Regions from separate parts of the Mus musculus genome. Here region 2 is linked to region 1. Evidence: chromatin contacts called from public Hi-C data. All regions are on one chromosome and are shown on one strand. Each heading gives the region's core, a stretch centred on a gene start, on an enhancer-like site or on the middle of the called end of the contact. The rest is flanking DNA. Distances are from core to core; before and after follow the strand shown. Region 1 overlaps Bphl (biphenyl hydrolase-like (serine hydrolase, breast epithelial mucin-associated antigen)). Region 2 has its middle 46 kb from the start of Gm40909.

Evidence for each region. Hi-C and Micro-C count contacts between places; a contact is called where the count stands out from the background.
Region 2: a Hi-C map of liver shows a contact between it and region 1, with 2.4 times the contacts expected there. The contact joins two enhancer-like sites. A contact is called at or near these places in 2 of 484 Hi-C or Micro-C datasets (both in liver) and 1 of 115 datasets of contacts at active chromatin or transcription factors (pancreatic cancer cells).

Annotation. Positions count from the first base shown.
Region 1 is chr13:34,044,936-34,051,587 of GRCm38.p6, reverse strand. Bphl (biphenyl hydrolase-like (serine hydrolase, breast epithelial mucin-associated antigen)) reads right to left here. Exons shown (of 7, transcript NM_026512.1): 3 at 4,636-4,802; 4 at 1,154-1,307. Among named protein-coding and RNA genes, the nearest start is that of Bphl, 11 kb to the right of the region's middle. Within about 2 kb of position 5,032, at least 16 of the 459 cell types and tissues checked have an H3K27ac peak or open chromatin away from gene starts, as enhancers often do. A contact at or near this core is called in liver, where this site is marked.
Region 2 is chr13:34,548,994-34,555,957 of GRCm38.p6, reverse strand. No RefSeq gene overlaps it. Among named protein-coding and RNA genes, the nearest start is that of Gm40909, 46 kb to the right of the region's middle. Within about 2 kb of position 5,642, at least 4 of the 459 cell types and tissues checked have an H3K27ac peak or open chromatin away from gene starts, as enhancers often do. A contact at or near this core is called in liver, where this site is marked.

The DNA of each region.
Region 1 (6,652 bases), core at 3,783-6,282:
AGACATAGTATAGGCACAGCCTAGGAGAGAAAATGCTGGACCCACTGGGGGCAAACCTCTTCTGTTAGGCCATCTGTAGTTTAGTAGAGACACAGAAAGCTTCTAGTGAGAAAGGAGAGCCATGATAGGTCAGACTGGCAGGGAAGAGTGGTTGGAAGCCCAGGTAGCCTCTCTTTCGCCCCAGTGACCCCTAAGCCCTGGGAACCCCTCTCTCCTTCTGAGAACATGATTCTCCCAATTCAGAAAGGTTGCTAGAAACTAACCAATGCCAAGGCTGGGTGCCTAGCAACTGCCAACACTCCCATAAGCTCTGGCTATGGTATAAGCTGGGCAGTAATGCTGGGAGTAGAAGAAAAATGGGGAAGAGTTAGGGTGTAGATGCCCCAGCTTGGTCTCCAACTCATGAGCTAACTTTCATTGGTGCCTCAAAATTGTAAAAGTGGTAGGCTGGAGTTGAACCACAGGCTGGATGGCACTGGCCTCACTCTTGTACCCCTAAAGACCTAAAGGAGAAGCTTAAAGAAGGCCTTAGCCAAGAAAACTGTACAAATCATTGTAAGCAAAACACAGGTTCATTTTTCAGCATAGTGTTTCCTTACATAATCATTATATTAATTTATTCATGTATTCATCCATCCATCTATCCATCCATCCATCCATCCATCCATCCATCCATCCATCCATCCATTTATTCATTCATTCATGGTTTTTATTTTGAGACCAGGCCACGCTATATTGCCCATGCTGGCTTCAAACTCAGAAATCTCCAGTCTTGACCTTGTGAGGAGCTGAGATCACAGGCATGTACTACCACAACTGGCTTTTTCATATTACTTAAAATGAGGTTATGAGTAACACTTCACAACACCCCCGCCTTCTGCCAAGCTCACTCCCTGAGGTAGCGAGTGTAAATACTGCTGTTGCGGAGCTTCGGCCTGAGTCATGCAAGTTTCACTTCTGGAAATAGAAAACTATCCATTTCTAGGTTGGTTAAATTCGGTGGCTTTCCTGAAAACTCACTCTTCTTTTGACCTTGGAGCTGAGAACTGCAAGTGGATGAGATGTGACTTGTCAGCCAACACACATCGAAGCAAGAGACGGGGAGGGAATGAGAAGGATCATCATGACTGTGCCTACGGCGGGCAGCACTTACCCTGGTAAATCCTGCTGTCTTCCTCGGTGACATAGGCATTTGCTCCCCAGATCACCATCTTGCGGATATAAGATGGGTACTTTGCAGCAGCGATGAGCGCAGTTATGCCGCCATCACTCCAGCCCAGGAGGGAGACCTGCTTGAACTGTAGAGCCTGTGGGTGACACAGCAGGATGCACAGCACAGTTACCACTGCGCTACGCTGAAAGAACCTGGGTGGTGGTGATCAGAGTTCTGTAAGTCTGCCACTTAGATCTGGCGTCAATTAATTAGCTTTGCTACATTGTCATTGTTATAGAACCTTGAGTACATTGTAGGTTTTGACTTATGTGGGAATCATATCTTCTTCCTCTTGGATAAAATATCCAAATACGGAATCACTGAATCAGCAGCAATCTGCTGTTATTTGGGTATGGCAAGCACTCTGTGTGTGTGTGTGTGTGTGTGTGTGTGTGCACCTGGGTGTGGCTCAGAGGACAATCATGGAGATCGGAAAGGATCTTAAGATAAAATGCATCCGAGTATCTGGTGAAGCCACAGCTGTAGTTGTGGGAAGAACTGGCTAAAGACAAGAGGGAGCACAGTGTCATAGCAAAGCCGTGTCTGTCCTTGGGTGGTGAATCAACCAGGACCCCAAAAATGTGCTCAGCAAAGAAAGCTGACAGAGCATGGCAAAGAGGCTTCTGGAAGTAAAACACTGTCTGAAAAGGTTAAAGTCAAGGAACTAGCGAATGTTAGCCAGGACTCTTGCTGGTGCCACCCCACATGCACACACATTCTCTGGCTAACCATTTGACATTAATATGCAGAATGAGAATCTGTATTATCTATAGCCTAGCACACTGCCCTCCTGGACTCATTTACCAGGAGACAGACCCAGGATATAAACAACATTGCTCGTAATCACAAAATTGACAAATGCCCATGAGCAACTTATAACAAAACATAGCTCAAAATTCACCATTTACCAGTAGATGATGCGTAGAATAAACCAGTGGATACATCCAGTGAAACGTAGCAGCTCTCTTGATCCTGCTGGGGTTATACAATCTATACATAGCCATACCTCACCAGGGATGCCTTGTAATGTATGGTACCAAGAGCTACACACATACGTGAAGTATAGAGCAGATACCTTGGACAGGGGATATGTTAACAGTTGGGGTGGGGTGGGGTGGAGCCAGGATGGCTGAGCAGCATCACATTTACTGGACCACTCAGAATATCATGGGATTTAAAACTCATGACAGAGTGCTACAGATAACATTAATGAACTTGCATTTTAGAAAGACAGGAGGAAATATTTCAGAAGTTTTTCTCATGAGGAAATGATAAATGTTGGGGACAGGACTGGGGAGACAGTGTTGTTGGTAAAGGGCTTGTGGAACATGCATGGGGACCTGGGGTCTCTCTCAGGACACATGTAGAAAGCTAGACACAGTGGTGCATGCATGCAATCCCAGCTTTGAGGAGGTGGGGACAGGAGGATTTCTGGCCATCCAGCCTAGTCTTCTTGGGGAATCTTCAGGCCAATGAGTGATCTTGTTTCAAAAAAAAAAAAAAAACAAGGCACAAAGCAACTAAGCAACAATGGTTGATGAGACAGACATGTTTAACCTGGTTTGGACATTCATTATGCAGTATAGACATATCCTGGAACCTTATTTAACTCTTTGGCGTGTACAATTTTTTTTAAAATGTATTAATGTATAAGCTAAAAGTAAACTTAATTTAAAGTACAAAACATTACAACTATGAATGAATTATTTCTGGAATTTTCCAGACCACAGTTGGCCATAGATAAGTGGAGCCACAGAGAGTGGGAGCACAGACAGGGGACAATGGCAGTGAGCATGTTCATCCGGAAACGAACAGCAAACCAGAAGGATGTGATACCATCAGCACTACACCCCTGTAAGCCCAGCACTTTGGACACAGAGGCTACCCTGTTACACAGTGAGCTTGAGGCTAGCCAGGGCTACCTAGCAATATCCTGCCTCAGAATATCCAAATAACCAAATAAAATACTGTGTTTGCTAGAAAGTTCTGACTCCTTACCTGGGCCTAAACAATAATTAAAAGCAGGACAAAAGCTGGAGGTTTACATCTTCCTTTTGTATCTTCTTTACTTTGGGTTGGATTCCTGCTCAACTCTGCAGGTAGGCATGTTAAGCATTCAAGGACTGTCTATCTAAAGGCTGGTGGTACTTAAGCGATCTTAACCCCTCTACTGGCTAGTTTTATGTCACCTTGACACAAGCTTAAAGTCAACAGAGAAGAGGCATCTTCAGTGGAGAAAATGCCTCCATAATATCGGGCTATAGGCAACCTGTAAGGCAGTTTCTAACTAGTGATTGGAGAGGGAGGGCCTAGCCCACTGTGGGTGGTGCTATTCCTAGGCTGGAGGTTTTAAAGGAAGACAGGCTGAGCAAGCCATGAGGAACAAGCCAGTAAGCAGCACCCCTCCATGGCCTCTGCACCAGTTTCTGCTTCTAGATTTCTGCACTGCTTTAGTACCTGTCCTTTAGTACTTCTTTTGATGATGAACTGTGACATAGAAGTGTAAGCCAAATAAACTCCTTCCCATGTTGCTTTGGTCATGGTGTTTCATCACAACAATGGTAACCCTGCTAGGATAATCCCATCAAGGCTGAAGGCACGAGCATACAAGCAGCGGTGGCACCTTACCGTTGCCTTTCTTAATGTCCTGTTCCAGACATGGTTCTAAGCCTGAAGTCAGCTTGGATTGCAGGAATGGCAGAGCCTTACAGACAAGTCACCCTGTGAGATGACTCCTGAGCATCAACAGTCATGACTTCCTCAGGCTTCCCTGCAGAACCAGAACTGAGATAACACCAGACCACACCTTGACCAGGACAGCTTAATTCTGTAGACTTCTTGCTACCTCTCCAGTTCTTGCTCTCCCTAAACCTAAAGCTCATGTCAGTACCCTGAAGATGGTCCGAAGGGCTTACTTTCCATCTTCTCCAAATGGCAGTTTTGGTTTTAGAACACTTTCCTGTCTCTTCACCAGCATTTCTTGTTGCTTTTTTTGGGTGGAAGCCATGGAGTTGAACCTCTGGTTTAGGACTCCATTTTCATCTGTATAAAGCTGTGTATTTTGCTATGTGTGGTGTGGTGTTGTAGGCCTGCAATCCTAGTATGTCAGAGCCTGAAGCAGAAGGGTTGAGATCTCAAGGCCCATTAAGACTATACAATGAAAATCTGTCTCAAACCAAAGTAACACAAAACAAAACTAAAACTGCACTTATGCCAGGAGACTGGTGGGAAAGGCAGAGCCTTGGTGTCTTGGCAGTAGCATCATTAGATAGCTGGGCTCTGTTTTTACTTGGTCCTTTAGCTCTTCCTTATATTAGACTCACTTGGTATTGCCTTTGTAAAAAGAAAGAACACCAGGAATTAGAACAAATAAAGATGGGCCCAGTCATCTCTCCCCACTCCAGCACTTCTCTGGGTCTCACCTTCATCAAGTCAACAGCATCCTTTGCATCCCTTTCAAAAAAATCCCGTGGAAAATCTCGATCTGGGGGTCTGGAATATCCATATCCTCGAGGGTCCCAGGCCACCAATGTGAAGCGCTTCTTATTTAGGCTCTGAAGCTGAGGTGCAAAATCGGTCTTTCCGCTACCTGAAAACACCCACTGGGTTACGGTCCACTGAATGTTCTCAGCATAGCCAACACCAGAGCAAAATAGAAGCAGTAACAATTTTAAAAGACAGTTCTTGGTGCTCTAAAAAATTAACCAGAAAAACCCCTAGTGGGGGTGGGGAGTTGTGTTGCAATGGCTCCACACAGAGGCGCATTGCCAAGCCTGATGGAGTTAGGACCTGTCTCCGGTCTCCCTCTAGTGGTAATTTTGAGGAAGACATAGGCCCAGAGTGAGGCTCGGGACCAGTATTTTTGAAGCGCTTTTGACAGCCTTACAGTTTAGTCTTCCTATGCCTCCTTTGGAAGGATTAAATAAACCTTACTGAAATAAACTTTCAAATTTGATAGTTTCTGGGTATTAGCTCTCTAAGGACTTAGAAATGACGGAGATCCCAATGGCATACAGGTAGAAGTGTCATATTCCAGATGTTTTCAAATAAGCTAATATAAATGCCTTTTAAGAGTAAGTAGAAGTAAATGAAAACCCTGAAACGTGTGTGTTTAAGAAATCAAATTGTATTTTATCAAACCAGCACGAAGGGGCCTATGCCAAGAGCCTGTAATGGCCCTGTTAATCCCCACCAGCTCAGCCACCAGAGATGTGGTGTGCTCACATCCATCTTGTGTGTGTGTGTGTGTGTGTGTGTGTGTGTGTGTGTGTGTTTGTAAGGTCACATACTAAGAGCTCTGTCCAGGGGAAAGTCCACACTGACTGAGCAGTTTGTTTGATTTCTAAGCACTCAGAACTTGGGCCACAAATATACAGCCAGCCAAGTTCACTTACTATCTAGGTCCATCACACAAATCATTAAAAAACCCACACCAAAAGCAGGTCAATGATTGCCAGCCCTTGTCTCCGGCTTTCTCACAGGAGTTTCTTGTATGCCCTTGAACTAGAAGTATCCTAAAGGAGGGCAAAAAGTAAGGGGTTGGAGGGGTGGTGAGATCAAGCTAGAATAACAGTTTCACCAATAAGGAAACATTTGCTTTCTAACACTGGGCATGCACTCGGAAACTAGGGCCAAGAGCACTAAAACCTTAAACAAATATTTAGGGAACAGACATAATTATCAGTACATGATTCTGCGGGGCACATGGGAAACTAGGGGACAAGGTAGGGGAAAGACTCCCACTGCTCCATTTTAAAGCTGTGGGATCATGCCAATACTTTCCAGAAATGAAAAAAAAAATTATACTGGTGGATGTTTTGTGTAGTTAATGCCGCAGTGTTAGAGTAATTTAAAATCATCTCTAATATGGTAAACTGCTTTTGCTGATGGTTTAATTGGACACCAGCTTTTGGAGTATACATCTCCTTCATTTCAGAAGCTTAAGAAACGGGTGCTAAGTGTCCCAAGCCTCTCACTTGCCGCAGTGGTACTGTGTCAGCAGGGGCCTGGAGAGCAGGGTCAAGGGGAGCTGAAAGTTTTAGCATGTGACCTTTAGGAGAAAGAGGCAAATCACAATAAATCTCTACTGGGATTACACAAATACCAAAAAGAAAAAGGAAGCAAGCAAGCAAGCAGCAACCCTAAAATCCCCCAAATCATGGCGCACCCTCTCTGGAACTTTCTAAACCCGAACTGCTTTTCCATAAAACAGGACTGAGATTCAGCTCCACACACTGCAGGTGGTGACGTGCTCATCTGAGTCTGAGTTTAAACTAGACCAGGCATGGTGGCACAAACCTGTCATCTAAGTGTTTATGAGGCTAAGGCAAGTGTGAGCTTTAAAGTAAGACCCTGTTAGGAAAAGAGTCTTTTAACACTCCCCCTCCCCCCCACACACCTATTATTTTATTAAACAAATCCAACACACCTGGTCCGGAT
Region 2 (6,964 bases), core at 4,393-6,892, 500 kb before region 1:
TGCTCCTCCTTTGTGGACTCCGACCTCTGCAGTTCCAGAGGTGGGGGATCTGCTGCTTCTTTTCCTTTTAAAAATGCTTTAAAGGGAAGCTTCACCAATCTGGAATCCAATGCATGTGGCAGCTTTGTGGGACCATAAAGGTAAATTAGATGGTTTACCCCTTTCCCAATAGATGTTTGTATTTCTGTAAGTATTCTAGAAGGGTCAGCCACCAAGAATAAACAAACAAATCTCATATTTTTTTTAATTATTTGTCTAGTAGTAGACTCAAACCTTCTCACCAGCTTAGCTTTGACCTTTATTTAGATATTACTATTTTATGCCTAATTCTGAATTAGACTGACTGGCCAAGACTTGATGTTGAGGTTTTGTTTGGTCTTGTTTAGTTTTGCTTTGCTTTTAAATTAAGCCAGGGAAGCAAATGAATTCCAAGATACAAGACATTTTTGGCTGACTTCAGATGGTAAATATTTGCTATGATGTAGTAAACAGAGTAGTCCTTAACAGGTGCTGTGGTTTAAATATGAAATGTTATCACAGGCTCATGGGTTGGAATATTTAGTCCCTCGTGGATAATGCCATTTGGGTGGGTTGTAGGACCAGGGTGCTCAGGAGGAGGTGGAGTCTCACTGAAGGGAGTGGGTTAACTATGGGAAAACCAGAGGGAGAGATAGACCCCCTTCCTGCCTACTCTCTGCTTCTTGTTCTGTATGGATGAAAGGAGAAGAACTCCCAGCTGCACACTCCCACCACTGTGGAGCCACCTGCCACCAAGTCTCCTTCTCTGTGATGGACTGTAGCTCCTAAAACTGTGAGCCAAAATGAAGCCACTCCTCTCTAGGTTGTTTTTTTTGTTTTTTGTTTTTTGTTTTTTGGTCAGGTACATTAGTAACTTTTCTCATTGCTGTGATCAAATAAATACCTGACAGGAAGCAACTTAAGGGAGGAAAGGTTTATTTTGGCTCACAGTTTAAGGGGATATAAAGTTAGTGATGATAGGGAAAGCAGGGTACAGGTGGCTCTATGGTCGGGGGAGTGTGCAACGTGACTTCTCACATCCTCATTCTCCTCACCTAGTAGAATAGAAAATAGAAAGGATAGAAAGTAAGGAAACATTTATAAAACCTCAAAGTGAGCCTCCAGTCATCCATTTCCCTCCAGCAAGGCTCCACTTCAAGGCTCGCTGAGGACCAAGTGTTCAAATGGACAGCACTCACATTTAAATCACAACGTTAGATATTTTGTCTCAGAAATAAAAATAGTACCTAATATACCAGGATACAGTGTGGATAGTGCTGCGAACTCTTCAGATCTCAGACGGTCACACACAGGGAAACTGGGAGACTCGGAAGCATCTTAACATTGTTCCTGTAAAAGCCTGGCCACATTCAGAAGTCAGAAAAACAAGTGGTTTGGGCCATCTCTTTCTTTCTCAAGACTTTTCATTGTTCCTGTTCTTTGAGATTCAGAGTTTAAAACTGGGACACGCTTTGGTTTGAATATGTTCCTCCCCTTCAAAACTTCACGTAACAGTAACAATCTCTGATGCAACTGTTTGGACTTACGCTTTGGGAGGTCTTCTGCCCTTGTAAATGGATCTGTGATGCTATAGAAGTCCTTAGAGGACCCATTTCTTCTCTTCTGGCAAGCAAAGACACACTCCATTCACTTACCCTTCTGCCTTCCACAGTGTGAGGACTTATCAGCAGGGCACTCTGCAGAGTCTATTTCTTTGACCTTATACATTTTAGTCTCCAGAGCTATTATATATGTACACTTCTGTCTTAGTTAAGGTTTTACTGCTGTGAACAGATACCATGACCAAGGCAAGTCTTGTAAAGGACAACATTTAATTGGGGCTGGCTTACAGGTTCAGAGGTTCAGTCCATAATCATCAAGGCAGGAACATGGCAGTATCCAGACAGGCATGGTGCAGGCAGAGCTGAGAGTTCTACATCTTCATTTGAAGGCTGCTAGTGGAAGACTGACTTCCAGGTAGCTAGGGTGAGGATTTTACATGCCCACAGTGACACACCTACTCCAACAAGGCCACACCTTCTAATCCTTCCACTTCCTGGGCCAAGCATATACAAACCATTACATCATCAGACTCTGTTATCTGCACACATCACTCCTTTGGGGTCCTCCATAGTCCTCCTTGAAAGGAGAGTCAAAGAACTAAGCTTCTCCTGAACAGGGAATATGCGTTGTTTTTCATGCTGTGGTGTCTCTGTGGTCTGACCCATGACCTCAGCTGTTTTTCTTTCTTACCCTCACTGAATTTCTACTCAGCCTGCACCATCAGTGGAGTCCCTTCTCCTCTCAGAGCCTTCCCTTATCTGCCTGGGCAGTTTTTCCCGTCCTAGTGATCCAGTAGATTTGGACTGACTGCCTCCTCCTAGAGGCACTCTTTCATATGGTAACAGATGTGATGAAGGTCTATGGGGGGGGGGGGGCTTGGAATAATACAGACTTCACAAATCTTTCTGGCTTGATAATATAGTTAGCTGGTATAACTTTGGGGACACTGTTTATCCAGCTGCATCCAAATCAGAATGTCCAAGCAAATGGATCCTCTATCCAAATAACATTAAGTTGGAATTATCCTAACTGCCAATGATCTCTAATTTCATTGAATGAATTCCAAGTAGCATTGTCTTACTCTTAATGCTTTTTAGAAACAATAATGGGTGTACTAATTTTTTTAAAACCTTATACAGAGTAAAGATTAAAAAGAAAGGCAATGTTCCAGAAGTTTGGTGGGGTTGGCAGGACCTTGCGGACTCCCTTAATCTCCTATAGAGAAGCTGTGGCAACCAATGGAAATGAAGTTCTTCAATTAGATATTAGATCCATACTATGCTTATAAAGTGACTTTAAAAAGCACTATAGGTGGGTCCCCACTTACATGGGAAGGGTCCCCTTCAAGTTTATTAATAGAATACTCAATCTTGGGGACATTCTTGGGGACAACATTTATCTAAGTCAATTATGACAACTGCCCTGTGCCAGTGTCCTCTCTAGGCCTGGGGATGCGACTCATTTCTGACCAGTAGAACACAAGTGAAGTCTTACAGTCAGGAAAGAACACTGGAAAACAATTTTTACTCATATGCTAGGCACTGCATATGAAAATCTCTTTGTTTAAAGATCTTCTGGGAAATGTGAGATCCAGGTGGAAAGAGCCCACACACACTGCTATCTGCTTACTGGGAAGATGGAGTCTGATTCTTTGATGTTATGACAAAACCAGTGTAACTAAGATTGGGCCATGTACTTCAGGACTTCTTGTTAATAAAAATCAGTCATAGGTCAGTGTGTGACAGACAGATGAGTTTTGTGTTGCTTGAGACCAGGTGCCTCTGATCAATTCAATAGTTAAGGTTTCTTGGGGAGCCAATTGAGGTGGGAGATTCTCCTGGGGAAAAAGGTTTAAAGTCTGTGTGATCGCAGCTCTCTATTCAGAAACCGAGCTCAGAAGAAAGGACTTTGCTTTTAGACGGTTAGGAGATAATAGACGCACCATAAAAGGAATCCTAGAAGTGAGGTGGGTCTTTGGGAAGTGGGAAATGTAATCCTAATGGTGCCTAGAAGGATCGAAAGGGACTCAGTGTCAAAAAGGTCATTCAGCTTCTCAGTGGTCCCTGCGTCACTCAAGCGCCCTGCGTCACTCAAGCGCCCTGCGTCACTCAAGCGCCCTGCGTCAGACGTCAGATTCATAAGATGTTTGTAGCTGGAGAGAGAAGCCTCTTCGTAGGGAAAATGTGGAATAATGGGTAGGAGTAGGGGAGGGAGAGACGACGCTGCGACAGGATTGTATTTGCCAGAAGAAATGCATAAAAATCACACAATATGTACTCACTGATAAGTGGATATTAACCCAGAAACTTAGGATACCCAAGATGTAAGATACAATTTGCTAAATGCATGAAACTCAAGAAGAACGAAGACCAAAGTGTGGACACTTTGCCCCTTCCTAGAAGTGGGAACAAAACACCCATGAAAGGAGTTATAGAGACAAAGTTTGGAGCTGTGACGAAAGGATGGACCATCTAGAGACTGCCATACCTGGGGATCCATCCCATAATCAGCTTCCAAACGCTGACACCATTGCATACACCAGCAAGATTTTGCTGAAAGGACCCAGATATAATATAGCTGTCTCTTGTGAGGCTATGCCGGGGCCTAGCAAACACAGAAGTGGATGCTCACAGTCAGCTATTGGATGGATCACAGGGCCCCCAATGGAGGAGCTAGAGAAAGTACCCAAGGAGCTAAAGGGAACTGCAACCCTATAGGTGGAACAACAATAGGAACTAACCAGTACCCCAGAGCTCTTGACTCTAGCTGCATATGTATCGAAAGATGGCCTAGTCGGCCATCACTGGAAAGAGAGGCCCATTGGACTTGCAAACTTTATATGCCCCAGTACAGGGGAACGCCAGGGCCAAAAAGTGGGAGTGGGTGGGTAGGGGAGTTGGGGGGAGGGTATGGGGACTTTTGGGATAGCATTGGAAATGTAAATGAGGAAAATACCTAATAAAAATATTAAAAAAGAAAATAATATTACAAGAAATTATCCAATTAATAAAAAGAAATGCATAAAAAACACAGAGTGCAATATACTAAAATTATTATTGAAAACACAACTACCAAAAATTCAGCTTCTTCAGAGAATTGATTCATAAGAGAGAATCTGTATCATAGGTGTGCTTTGAAAGGATGGGAGAGAATGAAAGCCAGGAACATTCAACTAGGAAGAACCGCTGTAATTTCAGTAGAAGACTTCTGGCCTGGGATTGACTATATGCTGTGCCATAAGAACCAAGGAGGCTGTGAAGTCACATAATGCAAGATGGGCAAGCACTATCAGAAACATCTTGGGTTCGTTGTGTTAGTTGACTTGGAACTAATTTTCACTGTTGCACATTCAGAAACCTTTTACTATTGCTGTTTCCCTCCCCTGCCTTCTGTTATGCAACCACATGTAAGGCTGGACCCTGCCTATCCCAAGAAAGCGTCTTTGGTATTCAGATTCCTGATGGAAGGCATGACAATTCTGTATTCTGTAGCTTGATCATCACTGTCAGCTAAGGGCTAAGAGCAGAGAGCAAGGGAAACAACTGAGAACAAAAAGACCCGCCACATTTTGTTTTAGACCTCTGCAAGATCTGCAAACATTGCTGGTAAGTTTGCGTACATTTCCAGATGTCTGATAGGAAAGGAATCTTCTTGATCTTCTGCCCTGAGTAAATATTATCTGTGTAAACAGCTGTCTGTGCTACACAGACACACGATTGCATTAGGATGGGAGGGAGAGGCCCTGGAAGGTTGGCTGGTCTTGAAGATCGAACTTTTCTCTCTATCTAAAGCAAAGATCTCCAACTCCTTCCCAAAGGGAATGTTAGTTTTAAAGTCACCCACAAGGATTCTGCCTTGCATGCTTTGATGGAGGAAATAAAATTTGTGGACTGAAACACTCACTTTCCTGATATCAAATAAAATGGAGTTTCTCCAACAAGCACTGAATTGATTTTTTTTTTTTTTTTTTTTTTTTTTTTGGTCCAGGAGATAAGATAAATGTGTCTCAGGTTTTGTAACCACTGTTTGACAAGATTTGTAAGACCAACCACAGCTGTCACATGCCAATAGGGGAAGAAACCTGAGGATACATTTGTATGCGTCATATCCCAGGGAGTCAGATACAGTCTTGGAAAAGTGCATTTAACTGTGCACTTTTTAAGTATCAAAGCATTTTCATTTTCTTTTCAGCCTCTGGAAGGCTATGTTTTTGTCATAAATTCAGTATAAGGCAGAGGTAGAATGGCCACAAAACAGAACCACAAATGAACCATTTGAGTAGGGAGATGAACCAAGTTTCTATTCATTTCTAAATTATCATAATTATCAACTTGACACACTAGGGAAGGGGGAAACTCAACTGAAGAATTGTCTCCTTCAGGGTTAGCTTTGGGTACATCTGAGAGGCGTTTTGTTGGTTGTTCATTGATGTGGGAGAGCCCAGCCCACTATATGTGGTGCCATTTGTGGGCAGGTGAGCCTGAGTTGTGTAAGAAAGCAGGCTAAGCAAGCCATGAGAATCTAGCCAGTAAGCAGTGTTCCTCCAGGGTCTCTGCTTCAGTTCCTGCTTCCAGACTCCTGCCTTGAATTCCTGCTTTAGCTTTCCCCCATGGTAGACAGTAACCTGTAAGTTAATTAAGCCCTTTCTTCTCCAAGTTGCTTTTGGCCAGTGTTTTATCACAGAAACAGAAAGCAAACAAGGATACCATAAAACTACTCAGACAGGGAGCTAGGCTGTGGGATAAGCCAGAATTCAATGCTCTTGCCGAGGGCTACAATTATATCTTCTGTATTTCTCTGTATCATACCAACTACAGAACTAGTCAATGATGCTTGTTGAAAGCATTCTTGTTTTCACATCTAGTCTGCCTCACAAGTTTCTATAGTACAGTTGAGCTTTACTACATGGAGAGTGTAGTTCAGGGGTAGAGTGCTTCACCAGCGCTTGAGAGACCCTCAATTTAATCTCCTACATTGGGTAGGAGGCAGCCAATGACCCATAGCCAGTGAGTAGCTTGTATTGGATGAATGAGGACGTGTAGCTCAAGGGATATGATTCTTTATAGAAGACTTCTTTATAAGTTACCTAGGCAGGGTTTATGAACATATGTGGAGAACTGGCCCATTGTGCATGATTGCCAGAAGCAAAATGTATTGCTTGCCTATCGTAGTGGCAAGGGACCAGACAATACGAAGGAAAGATTTATTTTGGTTCAGTTCATCATGAAAGTGGCAAAGCAGAGCATCTCCATAGTGTTGGGCGAGTGAGATGGAGCCCCTCACATGGCAGCTGGACAAGGAAATAGAAAGCTCAGGCTGGAGCCTTCAAGCCCTGCCGACCATGACAAGGTCCTGTCAGCTAAGCCATATATCCTGAAGGTTC